Linked DNA regions of Gossypium hirsutum: all the other regions are linked to region 3. Evidence: chromatin contacts called from public Hi-C data. All regions are on one chromosome and are shown on one strand. Each heading gives the region's core, a stretch centred on a gene start, on an enhancer-like site or on the middle of the called end of the contact. The rest is flanking DNA. Distances are from core to core; before and after follow the strand shown.

The links. Hi-C and Micro-C count contacts between places; a contact is called where the count stands out from the background.
Region 1: a Hi-C map of leaf shows a contact between it and region 3, with 2.8 times the contacts expected there. The contact joins the promoter of LOC121208529 here to the promoter of LOC107896646 in region 3. A contact is called at or near these places in 21 of 34 Hi-C or Micro-C datasets (anther, callus, cotyledon and 5 more).
Region 2: a Hi-C map of leaf shows a contact between it and region 3, with 2.8 times the contacts expected there. The contact joins the promoter of LOC107896643 here to the promoter of LOC107896646 in region 3. A contact is called at or near these places in 13 of 34 Hi-C or Micro-C datasets (cotyledon, hypocotyl, leaf and 2 more).

What each region holds. Positions count from the first base shown.
Region 1 is chrA10:98,579,214-98,583,157 of Gossypium_hirsutum_v2.1, forward strand. LOC121208529 (probable polygalacturonase) reads left to right here and starts at 2,501. Exons shown (of 6, transcript XM_041079396.1): 1 at 2,501-3,002; 2 at 3,832-3,944. The coding sequence starts at 2,991.
Region 2 is chrA10:98,603,634-98,607,376 of Gossypium_hirsutum_v2.1, forward strand. It overlaps LOC107896643 (eukaryotic translation initiation factor 3 subunit J), which reads right to left and starts at 1,718. Exons shown (of 7, transcript XM_016821856.2): 1 at 1,627-1,718; 2 at 1,485-1,529; 3 at 728-849. The coding sequence starts at 1,497.
Region 3 is chrA10:98,439,660-98,443,160 of Gossypium_hirsutum_v2.1, forward strand. LOC107896646 (topless-related protein 2) reads left to right here and starts at 1,699. Exons shown (of 24, transcript XM_016821862.1): 1 at 1,699-2,140; 2 at 2,238-2,417; 3 at 2,533-2,646; 4 at 2,729-2,887; 5 at 2,972-3,143; 6 at 3,248-3,374. The coding sequence starts at 2,061.

The sequences.
Region 1 (3,944 bases), core at 1,251-3,750, 140 kb after region 3:
CTCTTGAAGAGCTTCAAAATGCAGTAAATTATTTAAAGAAAGAATTTGAGATGAAAGATCTTAAAAAAAACAAAGTTTTATCCTGGCCTGCAGATCGAGCATTTAAAAAAATGGAATTCATGTCCATCAGTCAACTTATACGAAAAAAATCTTAAAGAAATTTTATATGGATAAAGCACATCTATTGAGTACCCCGATGGTTGTACAATCGTTAGATGTGAATAAATATCAATTTTGTCCTTACGAGAATGATGAAGAGTTTCTTGGTCCTGAACTACCATATCTAAGTGCCAAAGGAGCATTGATGTATCTTGTAAACAACACAAGACCTGATATAGCTTTGTTGTAAATTTGTTAGCAAGATTTAGTTCTTCTCCAACACGTAGACATTGGAATGGAATTAAACATGTATTTAGATATCTCAGAAAGACCATTAATATGGGGTTATTTTATTAAAATGATTCAAAATCCCTATTAGTTGATTATGTTGATGCTGGGTATTTATCGGATCCACATAAAGGTAGATCTCAAACTGGATATTTATTTACATGTAGAGGTACTGACATATCATGGCATTCGACAAAGCAAACATTAGCTGCTGCCTCTTCAAATCATGATGAAATAATTGCAATGCATAAGGCAAGCCGAAAGTATGTTTGGCTAAGGTTATTAACCCAACGTATCCAGAATATATGTAATTTTCCTTTATAGGAAAATATGTCAACTATCTTATACGAAGATAATGCAGCATGTATAGCTTAATTAAAGGGTGGTTACATCAAAGGTGATAGAATGAAACATATTTCACCAAAATTATTCTTCACTCATGATCTTGAGAAGAGAAGTGACATAGAAGTTCAACAAATTTGTTCTAGTGATAATTTAGCAGATTTTTTTACCAAGGCATTGCCAACTTCAACATTTGAAAGACTACGAAACAAGATTAGAATGCGTCGACTCAAAGATATAATGTGATGTTGCCATTAGGGGGAGTCTAAGACACGTTGTACTCTTTTCCTTTAACCAATGTTTTGTTCCAATGAGTTTTCGTAATAAAAGTTTTAATGAGGCACATTTTTATTTAAAAGACATTCTAAGGGAAGTGTTGTAAATACATTAAATCGATGTCTATAACCCCTTTAAACATATTAAAGTAATGAGATAAAACTCTTTACTTCATCTATAATCATTAAATGGAGTAATTAAGAAGACTTAATTTATTGAATGTAATACATTTACTAATTGAATGTAGAGGGGCTTATAAATAACACATTGTAAATGAAAATTAAACAATAAAAAATTCTTTCATATTTTTCATCAACTTTTTATTTATTATTATTGTTTTATTAATTTTTTAATAATAAATAAATAAAATGATTTTTTTTATAAAATTGAACGTGGAATAGCTCATTATGCCTTTTATTAATTGAAAAAAAAAACCATTGGGAATACGTGTGATGATGTTGAAGAGATGTCCCAATCACGGTGGGTAGTTAGACTCTCCTCCTTATCCATCCTTCCACCAATCACCAAACAAATCCTACATTTAATGAGCTTCACGAACTTACACTCTCATAAATTTTGATACTTCTCTATGCGCCCTAAACCAGAAAAATCCCATTCCTGCTTATGAAAGATGTATCTACACCTTCCTATATCATGTTCCCACTTTGTCACCTTCTTAGAATATCATTTAAGAGATATTACCCAACCATTAATCATTTTAGTCATTCCCCAGGTATATTTTATACAGTCAAATAGAAATATAAAACATGGTTTCTTATTCATAGAAGGAACATATATGCCATTTTTCTTAATCACCAATTCTCATATTGACAGAGCAGAAGTTGAATATAATATAGCAAACTGACCATATATTTTGCCTTTTTCTTTCTTTGGTGGGCTAATTTTAATTCATTATTATTTATTAAGTAGACTAAAAGCCATATACTAATTTCCAGAATTTCATTAAAATTTCAAAGAAAACTTCAATACCACCTAAAAGATTCCATTTTCCCAATTATTCTTCACCACTTTCCCAAACTAAAAACCTGAACTATTATTTTAAAAAATAAAATCATCTTTTTCTTTTCGTTTGGTATAAATGAAAGCTGCCACATTGTCAGTGTTACTCTAATTGGCAAAAACTGGACCCGAAATCACAGCATGACTGACGCTCAAAAAATGGGAGTTTTTAAGTTTTTAGAAAAAAAAAATTTTCTTTAATGGGTTGTGTTGTGGTGTGGTATGTTCTGTCAAGTGATTGAGTCCAGGCTAGCATTTTCGCCATGATTGAACATGGGACCTACTTTACCCCTCTCTACCCTGTCAACCCACATGCGGTCTCAATGCCCCATGTATTCTCTCACCTTATGTTGCACACATTTTCCATCCTACCCCTCTGACGTGTCGATCTGGGTCATTATCTCCCCCAACATACTGACAAAACCCACCTCTTAACTTTAACTTATGTCTCGAAATAAATCTCAAAATCTACCCAATCACTTCCCACTTTTGTTATGTTTTCCTCCTAATACTATTCTTAACAAATGCAAGAAATCACAGCACAACACCTGTGTTACTGTATGGTTCACTGGAGTGAGAGGGGTCATATCAAACAAAATTGTCGGCGAGAGACGTTATTAATCATATTTTTAGTGGCATTTATGCTAATTTATTACAATTATTCTCTTGGTTACACTGCTCAAATGCATGGAAATTGAAAAAAAAAAAACCAAAGCTGTCATATATATATTACTTGAAACCGTTTTCTGAGTCCAAATAAAAGAAAAATACTAAAATTTTGGTGTCTTTTATATATGATTAATGCTCATAATAATTCATATGCTTACAGAAAGCTGCCTGTTTTTGCGGTGCTTCTTTTTCTTCTATTTTTGTTTTATTTCTACCGTTTGTTTGAACCGTATCAGCTTTTCTTCTTCTTCACTGCTTTGTATCTCTCAGCTCAGTTTAACTGAGTCCGTTGACATATGAAGATGCCAGTAAGTACGTTTCTTTTTACTGAGATTTGTTTTCTTTTCTTTGGATTGAAAATCTGAAAGATTTGAAGATTTGTTGAAGATTAATAAAACTGACAACTTTTCTGGGATTTTTCCTAAGTGGATATGGTGGTAAATGATAATACAACTTAAACATATTCAATAGTTTTCTGATGATAGTGAAGCTTTCATTTTTACTTGTTGTTTTGTGTTCTGTTGTTGAAGTTGTGGAATTTTAGTTGATATTACAACCCTTTTGTTACCAGACTTTTGGTTTGATTGGAATCTGAAACTTTTTAACTTCTCCATCTTCCTTGGTTTTGGAGTTATAAGATCATTCTTTTAACATTGAAACGGTTCAATAGTTTTTTTTTTGCTGCAATTTATGTGTTTGCTTTAATGCCTCTTTGTAATTCCTTTATTTCAGTTTCCTAGTCATTTGACTCCTCAATAAACTAGATTTGATTTGGACAATCACCCATCCTTAATTCATCATATTTGATATAATATGTCCAAAGTTTGCATTTTTCTTTGTTTAGACAAACTGACTAGATGTTTCCTCTTTTTGGCCTTACAGCATTACAAGGCATAGCTACCTTTTGTTGCTACCATTTGTATCCTTTTTGACATGTTTATACTTAGTTTTGATACTGTTTGCTACTCATAAATTTTGTTATGTACTCGAGCTTTTTTAAGCTATTAAGGGTTTTGTTCTCTTTGTTCTTGTCTTGTATCCTTGATGTGAAAATTCCCCCTTTTTAACTGCATATTCCTCTCTTCTTTCTAAATCAGTTATCTCCATTAGTGTCTGAATTTTAACATTGTGCCTCAGGTGGCATTGCTGTTGCTGCTGGCATTGTGCAATGCAATCAAAATCCATGGAGAAGAAAGCAATGGGCTGTGTGATGTTAATCTAACATTGCGCTCAAGACCACATAGTGTATC
Region 2 (3,743 bases), core at 468-2,967, 160 kb after region 3:
AAGGAGCTATTCATTCACGTTACAGTCACTCCATCACCCCAGGAAATCTTCTATACATAGATCAAGACCTGGGTGGTTCCTTTATGTGAAAATTTTCAACTTTACTTATGTAATTCTTTCAATCTATATATCAGTCCAGCTAGGCTAGCTAGAAGAAACGAAACACAAAGCAACATGATATCAAGGATCTTTGATGGAATGAAACTGACCGTCATCAAGCAATTCAAGGATTCAAGTTCCACAATGTGACAAATCCTATCACTCTACATCATCAATCAGATTACTTGACTGATGCAGACAGGAAAATAATGAGCCACGAGAAGGAATTCTTACAAGATCAAGAAATGATTGATGTTCATCTTAACAAAATTTACAACATCAAATCCAAAATTCAATTTTGGTTGGTAACTTAAGACCAGATCCTACTACAGTATTTATCCTAGTATGTATCCATCCAACTATCCCTGAGATACATTCATGAAAACCAAATTTAGAATATAACTTGTCATTAAAAAGAGCTTATAACTTTCAAAATTACATTAGCAGACCAATACACTAACAATAGACACTAGTAACCAGATCTTCTGGCCTATGGTTAGGTGGTAGAAACTTGATATTTTGCATCATATAGATTTTAAGACAACAGAACTAATGATATTCAGAAAAAAGCTCTAGCAGTAAATACTATTAAACTGACTAATACCTAGTAATAAGGAAGTCATCATACCTGAGGAGGTTCATCTTCATCCTCATCCTCCCATGATTCCTTAACATCAGTATCATCAACATCTTCATCATCCCATTTGCTTTTAGGCAGCTTCTTTGCAGGGATAGGTGGAATCTCATCCTCTACAACAATAACATTCAAAAGTGGGAAAAAAAATGAAAAAGAGGACAAGCAGCAGATCAAAATAAAAAGGACATTGTATGACAGGTTCTTCAGTTAAGGATCTGGAATTACTAAAATATATCATAGTTCTAGTACTAATTAACAACTTGCAGATGAAAGGTATATTGAACTGAAGCTGCTTTAAAGTAGTGTGGAACTCTTTGCACTTTAAACCTCCTAGGTAAGAATGGGCCAACCGTCAGCCAATGGCTTGAGCTCAATTTGAGAACAAGCACTTGTGAATCACTAAAATTAAAGCTCGGTCTAGCTTCCCAACATGTTGCTGGAATCGCTAAGCTTCCGCTTGAAAAAAGAAAACCCACTCAGTTTTCTCTGTAATCTAATCCTTTCCACCATGCAACACCACAACCGATTCCCTAATAAACCCTTACTCAAGGCAGTCAGCTTTGAGAAACCTCAACCCCATAAAAAAACGAAAGAAAAAGCATACAGTAATCAAACTAGTCAAAATAAAGCCTCCGCATGCAAGTTCGTACACAATAAAACATACAAAAGGAAATTCGGACATTAGTTATCAATCAAATTCTTACTAAAAGAATAAACAAGTTATCGAAATTGAGAAAAAAATATTTACCCCAGTCCTCCATTTACTCTTAACTTATCGAATCGAATAACAATCCTGAATACCAGAAATTGAACAAAAAAAAAACTTCAGACAAAAAAAGTTTTGAAAAAAAGAGAAAAGTTGACAATAAATCCATGAGGAAATTACTTGCCTTGATATAATTATAGTAGAAGAGATGCTTTAATCTGGCTGGCTTTGTTTTTTTTTCTCTCAGTTAGAGTTAAGACGCCAAAATACCGACTTAACGAAGATTAATATTTTTAGGGCTTTTATATTTTCCTTTTAAAATATTATTTTTTAAATTGACGGCTTTTAAAGCCCACTAAGATTATCGGCCCACTAATTGGCCCATTCGGGTTAAATCGGGATTACCGGGAAACCCTGTTTATAGATATCTTATCTATAAATTTAAGATTAAGATGTTCATTCCAATGAAAGGGGGATGAGTGATTTCTAACCAATATTCCAAATAAGATTTAATATAATAATATCTTAGTGTTAGTTAAAACCTAAAAAAAGTTTCATATCTTTAATTGATTGAGTACATTTATATTTTACGCCTACACAATAAATTTACTACACAAAGTTTCATATCGATGCTTTTCGTGCTTTAGTCCTTACACAGCCTCCTCTTAAAATTACTTCTCTAAGGCAAAGTCTAGGATATTACTTACTTGTTCTTTAACATCCCGTTTTTTAGTGGTGTCAAAAACAATAGTTTTGAGATCATAACTATGACGTATCAATCCATAAATATTAATTATTTAATATTTATGAGGTCATTAGGGTTTTATTAGATTTTGGTTAAAAAATTTTATTGTTCATATAGTTAATTAATTAAATAGGATTAAATAGTAAAAGAGGTAAAAATTAATCGCTATAGTTTTAAAATAGTAAAGGGACCAAAATGGTGATTAAACCATGGTCAAAAAGTCCAAGCGATGGTGGAATGATTAATCAAATAGCTTTTGGGCTATTTCCTTATTAAGTCCTAATTAGTTCAGGGTTAAATTAGAATTAATTTTGTTTTGCTAAAAATTTAAAATAATTGAAGAACCAATTGTGAAATTAAACCCTCCTTAAATGGTAATTATACCATTAGTTAAGATAGTGGACGGTTTAGGTGAGTTGAAGTTGAAGTTGAAATTTCATTAGAAATTAAAGGTTAATTTAATAAATTGACAAATCAATTAAGTAAAATAAAATATAAAAAAATTAAAAGGTATCATCTCCTCCAACTTACCATCTTTAGCAGAAACACCATAACAAGGGAGAGAACACTTTCGGCCAAGCTAGGGCTCTTTGATTTGGTAGGTAAACCTTCCCCCTTTTTAGTAATTTTCATATTTTTGAGCTCATATTAGCTTAATTTAGCTAATCCAGGGACTAATTGGTAAAATTGTTAAATGTTGTGGATTATATTGATGAGTTTAGTATGTTTTTGAAGTTTTATGGAAGATTATTAAGCTTGATTGTTAAATAGAACTATTTCATAAAGTAACTTTTAATAATTTTAATGTTTAAGGACTAAAATGTTAAAGTAATAAAATTACAAGGACTTAATGTGAGATAACATCAAATATGGGCTGGAGGGAAGTATTAAACAATTCGTCTGAACTTATTTTGTTAGAAATGGTTAAATTATAAGTTTTGGACCTAGGGACTAAATTGCATAAAAGGTAAAATATTGGGGGTAATTTTGTAAAAATGTATAAAAGGACTTATTAGCATAAAATGAGTTAATTTTTCTATTGGTATTGATTAATTGAGTGTAATTATTATTCTAGATCAAGAACGAGTTGAAAATCGAGAAAAATAGAAAGTTGCAGAATAGCCCTTGTACTTTTGTTATTGCTGTAGTTTAGTTTGGTAAGTTTTTTCAATTAATTCTAATACGTTATATATATATGATTAAACTTATTTTGTTGATTGCTGGTTAATGTATTGATATCATATAAAGAGAATTGAATTAATAGATTGTTAAAGTACTGATTACTGTTGATATCTCCTGAGCCAAATGAACGTAAGATAGAGTATGATTGGCATGCCAATAGGTTTTTTACGTGTGGTACGAGATCAATTTGAGGGGTGATGATGATTCATGTATATCTCTTGTTCACTCAATATATCGAGCCCCTGCATTCGTTATGGACTATCGTGTTATATTATAGTGTTTTCCGGTGTGTTACTGGAGGCGGACTGCAACGCCCCCGTACCTGAGACCATCGCCAGAGTCGAGCATGAGGTGTTAACAAACTTAATTCATTA
Region 3 (3,501 bases), core at 449-2,948:
TCTATTTTATATTGATTAGGATAAAGTGTTTCAATCCTACTAGAATATGGCTTTACAAGCCTATAAATAGACATAGTCTATTCCTTTTGTATTTGAATTCAAATTTTTCGACATAGTGAATTTTCTTCTCCTCTGCCCGTGGATTTTTCTCGAAAGGGTTTCCACGTAAAATTTGTGTGTTCTTTATTTTATTTTATTTTATTTTATTTTTCACAATCTTGATGACGTGCTTGATATCAAGTGTTTAAGGTTTCGTTGGACTTCGATTTTCTTTTCTCAAGTTAAAGATATATTTATATTATTTAAATTTCCAATTAAATTAGTATTATAAATTAATTGTACACTAATTTAATTGAAAAATGATTAAAAATGATTAATTGTACAAAGTAAGTTATATTATTATGAGAACTATTTTTAAAGATATTATTATGATTAAAGATATTTGAACCTAAGATACCTTTATTATGAATATTCAACTTTGTCATTTTAAACTTTTTTTATTATTACATAAATTTTTAATCAACATTTTATATAATTTTTACACTCTCATTATAAGTGTGACATACTCTAATATATATAGTTTATTGTAATATAGGTATAGTTTCTTTTGGTAATATAATATAGATATAGTTTATTTTTATCAATACAATATTGGGAGAGAGGATGTCAAGGCTAAAACTCATATCATCTAAGTTATTGATGGAAATTCCAACCACTGCTCTAAATAAGGGTTGACACAATATATAAAACTCTTTAATTGAATTGATGTTATAAATAATGGCAACCAACTCTTTTAAAATAAAAAATAAAAAATTAATAGCACCACCTAAGTATTTTACTAGACAAATAAATTTAAATAAAAAAATATTATCAATTATTTTCAACAATTATGTTCATTTCTCATGTACTATTTTAACAAATTCCACTATTTATCCTAAAACACCATAAATTATTTTTTTCCCTATATATTATAATTTAGTACATTACCATATGAATATATATAATAAAGAAAAGGAAAAAGAATAGTATTAGAAGTAATCAAATAAATTAAAAATAAATATTTAAATTTTATTGTATCATAAATTAAAATTTTATTAATTTTATACAAAATATTTTAATAAGTTTTCAAATTTACCACGATTAACTTATGACATCAAGGGTATATTTAAGTCTTAATTTCCTAGTTTAATTTATTGGAAGCTTCCGATTCTAGAATTTCTGAGGAGATAAATAAAAAAATAGAACCTGACACAATTTAAGTTGTCGAGCAGACTGCAGTGTCAAAGTGTGACACGTGAGTCTTTAACCGACAGTGGAACGGCAGATGGATGTGGTGGACTTTAGTATCTTTTATTTAATCCACTTAATTTCCCATTTTCAGTTCCGTTAGAAACCACGCAAATCCAAAAGTTATCAACTTCTACATCACAACCCACTCAATAACTTTTCCAACAAACCATTAAGTTTCATCCACGTAATCACCTAACCCAGTTCTACAAACTCCCGTTTGCAGACAGCAATAGCTAAAAATCAGTTTAACCCCACGTAATCGTTTCAGGATAGTCATAAGTATTTGAACTTATCAAATCCAGTGATAAGTTGACTTACTTATCAAGTGATAGGTTGTTGTGTATCGCAGATACCCTGCAAAAAATGCATCGAAAAAAGTTAAAAGAACTCAACTTCTCTCTCTTCGTTATCTTTTTCGCTTTTTCAATTTCTTTTTCTTATTGGTTTGGCAGCTTTTTTTTCTTTTACTGTTTTCGTTGAACGCTAAGCATGAAATTGGAACCGCTAACCCTAGAAATCTGTCAAAAGTACGACCGATTCCTCACCTTAAACACCACCACCAGCCGCTAACTTACAAGAGACGCCGTCTTTTCAACCACCTCTTCTTCATCTTCTTCAATTTACCTTTCACTCATCCTCAGACTTCATTTCTCTCGCTTTTGCTCTGTTTATATTTCTTTTGGTCAAAATCAAAAACCTTAGCCCCTAATTTAAATTCTCAATTTCTCGATTGATTAAGTTTTTTTTTTGTTCAAAGTAATTGGGAAGAAATGTCTTCTCTCAGCAGAGAATTAGTGTTTTTGATTCTCCAGTTCCTTGAAGAAGAAAAATTTAAAGAGACCGTTCACAGGTAAGCTCTTAAATTCATTTTTCATATATATGTATATATGTTTGGTATTGTCGTTTTTAATTGGATTTTGTGTCGTTTTTTGTGGTGGAGCTCACAGATTAGAGCAAGAGTCAGGGTTCTTCTTCAACATGAAATACTTCGAAGAGAAAATTCTCGCCGGAGAATGGGACGAAGTTGAGAAATACCTATCTGGGTTCACTAAAGTCGACGATAACCGGTATTCAATGAAGATTTTTTTTGAGATCAGAAAGCAGAAGTATCTAGAAGCTTTGGACCGGTAATCTCTGTTTCCCTTTGTTTTTTTTTTTGCTTAGTTAATGCCAATGAGATTGGGTTTGTTGTAATTACGTATAATAATATATTGTTTTGACATTTTTTTTGTTGTGTTTCAGTAATGATAGAGCTAAAGCTGTTGAGATTTTAGTGAAGGATTTGAAGGTTTTTTCCACATTTAATGAAGAACTTTTTAAGGAAATTACCCACCTTTTAACACTGGGGAACTTTAGGTAATGATTGAAGGTTGGTATTGGATATAAAATTATAGGCAGTTTAAGACTTCCTAAGTTTTTTGTTTGTGATATAATGTAGGGAAAATGAGCAGTTATCAAAGTATGGTGATACTAAATCGGCTCGGAGCATAATGCTGATTGAGCTTAAGAAACTAATAGAAGCAAATCCCTTGTTTCGTGAAAAGCTTGTTTTCCCTACTTTGAAGGCATCACGGTTGCGAACTCTAATTAATCAAAGGTGATTTTTACCCATCGTTACATGAAAATTTGGTCGTATTTATGGTATGGATGATGTTGAATCTGACTGATTGTTTATTTGCAGTTTGAACTGGCAACACCAGCTGTGCAAGAACCCTAAGCCTAATCCAGATATAAAAACCTTGTTCACTGATCACAGTTGTTCACCCCCAAATGGAGCTCGTGCACCTACTCCAGTAACTTTTCCAGTTGCTGCAGTTGCTAAACCTTCAACATATGCTCCAGTAGGAGCACATGTATGATCCTAATGCTTACTATAGTCTTGAATCATGGATATTCCTGATGCATGTATCTAGTACTGAACTTAGAATGCTTTTTGTCTCATGTTATGGCATTGCAGTCTTTTCCACCTAATCCTACTGCTTTAGCTGGCTGGATGGGAAATGTCAATCCTTCCTCATCAGTCCAATCTGCCCTCGCTGTTGCTTCTGCTTCTGCTTCATCCTTGCCTTTTCCTCAAAATCAAGGTAACATTAATGTTTTTATTGTTGTTGACATTTTGGCTGTCAGGTTCATCATGGTAGTCGAATAAACATCTTTAAGGAGCAATACTTTTCAGTTTTCATATATTTCCTTCAGATATTATATTCATTT